Linked DNA regions of Sus scrofa: all the other regions are linked to region 3. Evidence: chromatin contacts called from public HiChIP or PLAC-seq and promoter capture Hi-C data. All regions are on one chromosome and are shown on one strand. The core of a region is the stretch at or near the end of the contact, and the rest is flanking DNA. Distances in the headings are between cores, read along the strand shown.

Region 1 (2,929 bases), core at 403-2,902, 1.0 Mb after region 3:
TCCATATTTTATCCCTTGAAAAGACCATATTCTCAAGGGTAGCATCATGTCAGATCCATCTTTACAAAACTGGGGGCATTCACTCAGTCATTCGACAAATATTTACTAACTACATAAATAAGTGCCAGGCACCATACAACAAACTGACACTAAATGCATACTGTTTAAATAAATGTTGACTATAAAGCAAAAAAAAAAAAAAAAAAAAAAAAAAAAAAGATTCAAAAAAGGATCCAAATGAATTCATGTATTATATTTCCACAGAGATTAAAACGGGACACTACAAATACTCTAGCTGGAGTTTCTGTATAGTGAGAAACATTTACAATACCTGGGTATCCTCACAGCAAAACTGTGGGTCCACAAGAGAATAGCATTTCCTCTGTATGGCCCACCAAGTATATTAATGTTTTCATACAGAGAAGAATTATCCTCTTAATCCTAAAGAAAATTTAGTAATAATGATGTAATATGCCATAATCTTAAATTAAAGGCCTCCAAATAATACCCATGAGAAGGATCTTTATTAGTCCTTGAGCAGCGGGCTCTATTCGATCTGTTCATTCATTCAAATGCTGATTAACTACCAAGTCAGTTGGGCCTGGGTTTTAAAAAGATCATCAGGACACTCCAGGAGCCCTCCAGGAACACAACCAAAGCTTTGGGGGTTCGGGGGAAGGGATGTTTTATGAAAAATACGTAAGTTGAAATTCAAATGCCAACAACGTAAAAACGTGTCACAATACGTTTTATTCAGGTTGTTTTAGTTATTCCCTGTATCATCCTTACGGGTGTTTAAAAGGGCCCTCCATCCTTAATTTATTTCACTTGCAGAATAAAGGGCCCTTAAAAGGTCGACCACTCCTATCCCCACCATATAGTCTGGGAAAATGCTATGCATATTTAGGATAACTTGAAATCTGCTTTGTTTTGTTTTTTAAGAAAAGACTTGGATAAGAAGGCAGAACAATAATCAAACACGGATATGCATGCCTTCAAACCCAGAGTCCTCCTACCAGCTCACTACAGGCTCGTTCTAGTATGAGGCTGTGGCCATTCACAGGTGGTTGGAGGTGTCCAACACGTGAGAACACAATTGGCAACTCGTGACTGGAGTCTCCGGACGCCAGGGCCTGACACCCAGAAAAGCGGAGGCGCCTTCCACAGTGAGCGCCGCTGAAGGCGATCAGTCAATAAATGTATGACAAAGTGAACACACCTGGCTTTCTCTACCGAGCCCCAAACAGCGTGATTTTAGGGCGTGGGCCCTAATGGAAAGCTCTGGCCCTAAATTAGGAAAACAGTGCAAAGCCGGGCTCCTCCCCCTAGCCCAACCCCAGAGAAAAGGAGGAACTCTGGGAGCCCTTGGAAGGGGCTCGGGGGGGAGGCAAGGAGGGAGAGGAGGGGTCAGCAGAGTGGAACCCAGCTAACCCTTCTCCCTGCCAAAGCGGAGATCGAGCCGCTGCCCCCAGTCCCTGACCCTGTCTCCTGCCTCCCTCACCTGATCACAGAGATGAGCAGCCCCGAGGGGTCTTTGCTTTTGCTGACTGTGCTTCTGTATTTCCCACCAGCTCCTTCTGCCGCCATCTTGGTACTCGGGGGGAGAGCGGGTGGGTTGGAAGGAACCAAGCATAAACTCTGTAATTGACGTCTCTGGGCAGTGTACCAATGGGAGGAGAGAAGTCCAGAGTCGCGGAACTGGATAATCCAATCGCTGAAGGGAGAAGGCAGGACTGAGGCAGTAAGTTTCAGAGCCCGACGCGCTCTCTAAGCATTCTGGGAATTGTAGTTTCCTTCTGTAGTTCTTGGGTTCACAGGGAAAGTAATCCAGCTGCGATGTCGTGAAGTTTCCTAATGTCTTCATTTACATTTATTCTGATCCTGGGTTTTGTCCCAGTATTCTTGTTTTTAGAATTTTATGAGTTTTTACATCAAGTTTATTTGAGGAAGCCAAAGTGCTTATGTAGGTTGTATATTCAAGTAGTGTCTATGCTTGGTGTCTGTATACAAAGTTTTTATTTTAAACAAAAGAAGTTTTAAAAAATGCAATAAAATGGAAAATGAATAGACACAGAAGTGCTTTTCTTTAGAATTCTCTAAAAAAACTAAATATTTGTGCATTCGTTTAATGTGTGAATTCAATTATTTTATATTTCCAGATAATCCTAAAAAATATGCAAGCAGGAACACACAAATGAATGTTGATAAAGAAAAGACAAAAATACCAAGAAGGAAAAGTGATCAGACTGCAGATTCCCCTTCTTCCCAAGCTAAATTAAGCATAGTTGGTAATGATGCACAGTTGTGTTTTATTAATATTTTTACTGGGATGATTTCGTATGCCCTGCATATGACTCTACTGGCTTACTCATTAATTCAGTAGATTAAATGAACAACAGTCACAAAAAAAAAAAAAAAAGATTAGAGTAAGAATGGAAAGTGCATAAATCGAGGAACAAGATGAAAACTAAGGAGTTCCCTTGTGACTCTGCAGGATAAGGATCTGGCATTGTCACTGCTGTGGCATGAGCTCAATTCCTGGCCCAGGAACATCCCCATGCCAAGGGTGAAGGCAAGAAGAGAAAGAAGAAAAATAAATATTGAGAAGGAGAAGGTAGTGGTCTGCTTAGTAGCACCAGAGAGAAAAGAACTTCAGAGATGAATAGAAAGCAAACTCAGAGGTCCTAGAGTTGCAAAATAGCAAGCACATAGCAAATCCACTACTTTGATTAGGCATATATAAGCTAATAGATTTTTTAAAATAAGTTGGAAACATCATTTTTTTAAAAGTTCCTTGCCTTTAGCCCAATAATTCTGGTGCAAGGGACTTTGATACTAAAGAGAGATACAAAAAAATATTGAAATTTTTAAAACATAGAAGTATTAAGTTACGGAACATCCCCATGAGGATACAACATATATAGCAACT
Region 2 (2,729 bases), core at 182-2,681, 1.2 Mb after region 3:
AGTAGACCATTGACATCCAATGTTTTTACTTAGAGTGCTGGCTTCTTGGCCTGAGACTGCAGAGAATATTCTGTTGTGTTCTTGTATATACTGGAGTAGGTCTCACATGAATAGGACGATTCCTTGGTAAGATGCCCTAGAACCTGGGAAACAAGACACAGCTGTGCTTCAGGAAGACCAGGAGTTTTGATTGAACTTGACGTTATAAAAATTGCAGTTAGGAGTTTCCATCGTGGCCCAGTGGGAAGTATTAATAATAGTAATTACTAAGTATTAATAATAGTAATAATAGTAATAGTGGGAAGTAATAAATTCAATACTCTGCCACTGACCAGAGTTAGAGGTGAAAAAGACATAGTCTGTGCCCTACAAATTTCTACAGGAAAAAATCAGCAAATAATTGGAGTTCAAAAATGTTAATACATTTTTGTGTATACCTTTGCCATGCTGTTTTGTGGCTGGCTGCCTTTAATGTTGAAAAGGACTCTCTGAGGATAATATCATCGCTAACGTAAATCCTAAAGAGAGTACATATGCCTCTGTAAGACTAAGGTCATATGGGTAAACTTACATGTCAGAGAGTATTTAGCAATAAAATTTTGAAAATACATATGTAGATAATTTAAGCATTATTTATGTAACTTGTAGAGGTGAAATACTGACCTAGAAATAAAACTCCTCAACTTTGTTGTAGTTTCAATTCCTCCACTAATTAATGCTGTATTTGTCAATCACTTTCCTCTACCTCCTCCTCTTACGGTCTAATATAAGCTAATGTAATCGAAGTGGAAGGAGACACAGAAAAGTGAATGCATTGCATGCAAATAATTAATTTTTTCTGCTTTCTCACATGGAGATTTGAAAACCATAGTATTTAAAATTTTATTTTACGAAAAAGAAAAAAATGCATAGCTCACGAAATAAAGCTATAGGCCAAATACAACGGCGTTTTGTTCTGTGGTTACTTGCAAAACTAAAATAAAGACTACACTTTGCCTCAGGGATTTGTTCACAGGGATCTAGGAATGGTTGCATTAGGAGAGTGCACCTCCCTTAAGGAACTGTGAGTTCCTTTAGGAACGAGGTTGTATCTTTCAACTCCTAGAATACTACCTTCAAAGTGTGCTTTCTTAAACTTCCTTGTAAGTTGCTAAGTTAGATGTCTCTTCTGCGGCAAGACCACAACTCCCAGAAAGCCATGTTCTTACGGCGCTCACCGAATAAAGGCGAGAAAATCCCAGCACCCATCGCGCCAGATGGAGACTACAATTCCCACTATAGCCAGGGGCTCCGGAAATCTGTCGAACACCACCTGTTGCCATAGCATCCGGGTCTGCACCAACCAATCCGAGAGTCCTTGTCCAGTAGAGGCGGGCCGTTTGTATTTTCGGCCAATAAGAGGCATTTTTGTTTTGGCGCGTGACCGGAGGAGGCGGGAGCTCAGGACCGGCGCCTTCTCCTTGCTTCTTGGGGTCGTGGCCTTGCTCCCGCTGTGCAAGGCGAGAGTCCGGGCGCGTCCACGCGCGTGTGTGCGCGTGGGACCTTTAGAGTTCGTGGGTCCGCGCTAGGTCTCTCTGGGGGCAGAAGCAGAAGCTATGGGCGGGACGGCTAGCACTCGTCGGGTCACCTTCGAGGCGGACGAGAATGAGAACATCACCGTGGTGAAGGGCATCCGGGTGAGTGACAGTGGGCGGGCGGAGGGCCGGCCCTTGGACTCGGACCCCTTACCTCTGCCTTCTTTGGGTCCCGCTCAGCCTGGTTTTCCCCGTCTGGCATCCCTAGTCTTTTCATGCCCGAAGCCGAGTTGCTTGCGAAGAAGTTTGAAGTTTTTCAAGACTTGGGACATTCATTCAGAGATATTTCCTCGTTGTGTGCCAAGTGCTGGGCACTGTGCTGGAGCGGCTGGGGGGATGCTAGATTGACCTAGACCCTCCAGGGGCTCAGAGTCCAGTCTAGACTGTATTGCTTAGTAGTTGTGGAACTTTATTTGAACCCCTGCCTTACTGTACTCATCTGTGAAATGGGGCTTGTCTTACTTCTCCTGGGTTCAGGACACACACCCTGCTTTTGCATTGCCCACATCACTTCTCTGTGGTTGAATTGGCGTTTTAATGAACCCTTCAACTGCTGTCTCTCATTTAGTACTCCCACTGACGGGGGACGGCACTCAGTCCCTTAACACACACCTTAGATTTTCTGCCCTGGCTTGGGTGAATTCTGGTTTCTCCCTCCTTGCACTTGACATCTTGTCTTTCCCAGGCGCCTTCTCTGTTAGCCTGCCATGCCTAAGTTTTGGACTGGGCCCAGTTGCTTCAAGAGTAGCGTCCGCCAGCCCGATAGGACTTGAGATAGGATTGCAAGTTTCCATACCACTAGAAGTAGTACAGTCAGGTCTCACTGAGACATTGGAGAACATTTTTAAATGCCCTTGCGTATGCCTGATCCATAAACTGAAAACTTGATTTTTCTCTAGGATGTCAGTATACCAGCACTAACTTCATTAACACGGGCTTCCGCAGCGCCAGAATTGGGAGCGTCACATTTTTGGAAGTAGGATACCTGAGCCTTGTAAATAAAGCAATTTGACTTAAGGAAGTTTTATACTGTTTTCTGTTTTTTTTTCCCTCTGGTATTACACATCTCGCATAAGTAAATGAGTAAATTATTTTTTGCATTGGTTACTAGGAATTAAAACTTCTTAAATATTTAAGGTGTTAAAAAACTTCTTA
Region 3 (2,700 bases), core at 36-2,535:
AAAAATCTCTCTGTTCTGTATTACATTTTGCATCATCACGTTTTGGGGTTGTATGTCACACAGTCCTAGATTATTGGAACAGACATCTTGGAATAGCAGGGTGACATGAAGAGTTTGAGTCTGTTTTTGGAAACTGTGGAGACAGCATGGAGAATGGGTTGAAGAAGGCAGCGGCTGAAGGTGCCAAGATATGCTAGGAGGACTTGTGAGGAGGATGAGAGGACGTGGATGGAAACTGAGAGGGGAGGCTGGATTCATAGAGATACTTGTGAGGCAGAATGGACAGGATGTAGTGATAAATGTATAATGGGAAGGAAAAAAACCCTGTGAATATCTCTCAGGTTTTTTTTCCCAAAGAGAACAGGTGGGGGATAATGTCCTTAATAGAAATAAGGGCCTATTTGGGAAAATGAACAGTATATGCTGGATGTTGAGGGATTTACAAGGATATATTAGTGAAAATGGCAAATAAGCAGTTGGACACATTGATTCAAAGCACACAGGAGACTGGAGCTGTACATCTACATACATGTAAGATCACAGTTACATACAGTGATGGATGAAGTTACAGAGATGAGGTCATCAATAGAATGGGTTCAGGACAACAGTAGGAGGGGACAAGTGATAGAACTTTGGAAGGAGACTTCAGTAGGCAGAAGAGGAAAAGCCCAAAAAGAAATCTGAAAAAGTTAAGTCAGAGAAGTAGAAAGAGCAACAGGAGACTTGCGTCTTCTAAGCGGATAGACAAGAGACTGTCAAGAGGATGGGGCTTTCATTGTCAAAAGCTTTTGCAAGATCAAATAAGGTGAACTTGTGGTATATGGTTTTGACAATTGAGATCATAGAGACTCTAAATGAGACCACTTTCTATAATCTGGCTTTGATCAGAGTAAAAAGCAGAGATTGTGACTCTAGCTTACTTTTAAAAGATATCTAGTGTTAAAGTGAAAGAGAAGGACAAGTTAACTTATTTGAGCATGATTGTAGACTAAAGGAAAAAGCCTAGATGGCTGGTTGGCTGGCACAAAGTCCCCGAGCCACTAAGCGGGGGGGATAGAAAAAATCTCTAGAATTAACCGTTTTATAGGCTCTTCAAAGGGTGGTCGACAAGTCTGTAGCATCTCCACACCTGGGAACTTGTTAGACATGCAGAACCTCAGGCCCCACCGCAGGTCTACTGAATCAGAGTCTGCATTTTAACAAGATCTCCAGGTGACCATAGTTTTTAATCCTCACAACAGCCAGGTTAAGAGGGGCATTGCTGTTTCCGTCTTCACCTATGCTGAGATGGAGGCTCAGAGCAGTTGCCTGAGATTGCTCAGCTGATTAGTGGCTGAGCCAAGATTCAATCCCAGAACTTCCTGAGTTCTATATTCTTTTCAAAAGGAAGTTCTGTGGCATTTCTACTTTCTCCCAACTCAGGAGATCTTTCAGATACCAGAACACCTCCAACGGATCAATCAAACACGGGCCTGTAGTTCTAATGCCTTCAGCTGCGAGTTTATTGTGAAAGTGATGTACGAATCCCTTTCGGAGTTCTTGGCGATCTCTGAAGAGACAACAGTGACAGCGTTGCAACTTCACTTCCCAGAAAGCCCCGCGCCTTCCTACTGCGCGAGGCATGACGGACACCTTGCCCCTCTCTCCTCTCCGGTGAAGCAGCCCGACGCAGGCGGGGTACGTCACAGTTTGACGCAGGGGCGCGCGGCATCCTGGGAAGTGTAGTCCGGTCCGGACTTGAACGCCCCCTCGGATGAATGGGTCTACGGCAGGCTGCGAACCACAGTTCCTTGGTCGGCCGCGTTAGTGACGGCAGCGGGGAGAGGGGGAACCGCTGCGGCCCGGAGGAGAGCAGCACTCTGGGACGGTGGTGATGTTCAGTGCCGTGGCGAGGCAGCATCCCGGCTTTCTAGGGTAGCGGTATAGGCGGGCGCTTTCTCCGCGCGCTTGCTTCCTCCGCGCGCTCGCTCTCTTTCCCCTGCCCCGGCCATGCACCCGGCTTTCGCCGTGGGCCTGGTTTTCGCAGGCTGCTGCAGCAACGTGGTCTTCCTAGAGCTCCTGGCCCGGTGAGTGACCGCATTAAAGAAGCCGGAAGAGGGACGCCTCCGCGCGCCGTCCCCCCGGCCGCTCCCCAACTCCGGGGGCGCGGAGGCTGGGGTGAGACCGCTGAGTTGGCTGCAGTCAGCCTGAGCACCGTCTGCTCTTCCCACCCAATAGTTTCACAGCATACCTCGAGGGGAACTCTAGGCTTGTTGCTTTCGTCACCCCTTTTTCACACTCCAGGGGATCGAAGCCGGGTGTTTTTCTTCCAAGGTCGGCAGGGCGCTCGTGGCAGACTCCAAGGTTCCTCCAGTTAATGCTACACTTAAGACTTGAGCAAAGCTTGGACTTAAAAAGTCTGATTTGGTACACACGCCAAAGAAAGTTTCCGTTGTATTAAAGTGGCCTGCAAAGCATTTCTTTAATTGGCCTCAGGTGGTTATGGATACTTTGCCCAATATACCTTAGGGAGGAGGTAAAACGAATTCTTATTTATGCGGAAGCTCGGTCCATTTGACCGGAGATAACATTTCCAACATTAAGATACTGAATTAGAAAATTTTCATTTTGAGGTGTAACTTCTTATAATAAATTAAGAAGGGTTCTGACACTTCCTCAAAGGGACACTAGGGTAGCTTGGAGATGGCACGCAAATACTGT

Evidence for each region. Promoter capture Hi-C pulls out the DNA fragments that hold promoters and counts their contacts. HiChIP or PLAC-seq counts read pairs in DNA pulled down with a chosen protein or histone mark.
Region 1: an H3K27ac HiChIP or PLAC-seq map of alveolar macrophages shows a contact between it and region 3. The contact joins the promoter of EXOC4 here to the promoter of SLC35B4 in region 3. A contact is called at or near these places in 1 of 47 Hi-C or Micro-C datasets (heart right ventricle) and 1 of 2 datasets of contacts at active chromatin or transcription factors (alveolar macrophages).
Region 2: a contact with region 3 is called in a promoter capture Hi-C map of liver, with 12 times the contacts expected there. The contact joins the promoter of CHCHD3 here to the promoter of SLC35B4 in region 3. A contact is called at or near these places in 2 of 5 promoter capture datasets (fetal liver and liver) and 1 of 2 datasets of contacts at active chromatin or transcription factors (alveolar macrophages).

The regions. Positions count from the first base shown.
Region 1 is chr18:15,905,082-15,908,010 of Sscrofa11.1, forward strand. EXOC4 (exocyst complex component 4) reads right to left here and starts at 1,653. Exons shown (of 18, transcript XM_021078821.1): 1 at 1,502-1,653. The coding sequence starts at 1,587.
Region 2 is chr18:16,051,208-16,053,936 of Sscrofa11.1, forward strand. It overlaps CHCHD3 (coiled-coil-helix-coiled-coil-helix domain containing 3), which reads left to right and starts at 1,432. Exons shown (of 8, transcript NM_001244176.1): 1 at 1,432-1,676. The coding sequence starts at 1,596.
Region 3 is chr18:14,879,037-14,881,736 of Sscrofa11.1, forward strand. SLC35B4 (UDP-xylose and UDP-N-acetylglucosamine transporter) reads left to right here and starts at 1,286. Exons shown (of 10, transcript XM_013985613.2): 1 at 1,286-2,066. The coding sequence starts at 1,990.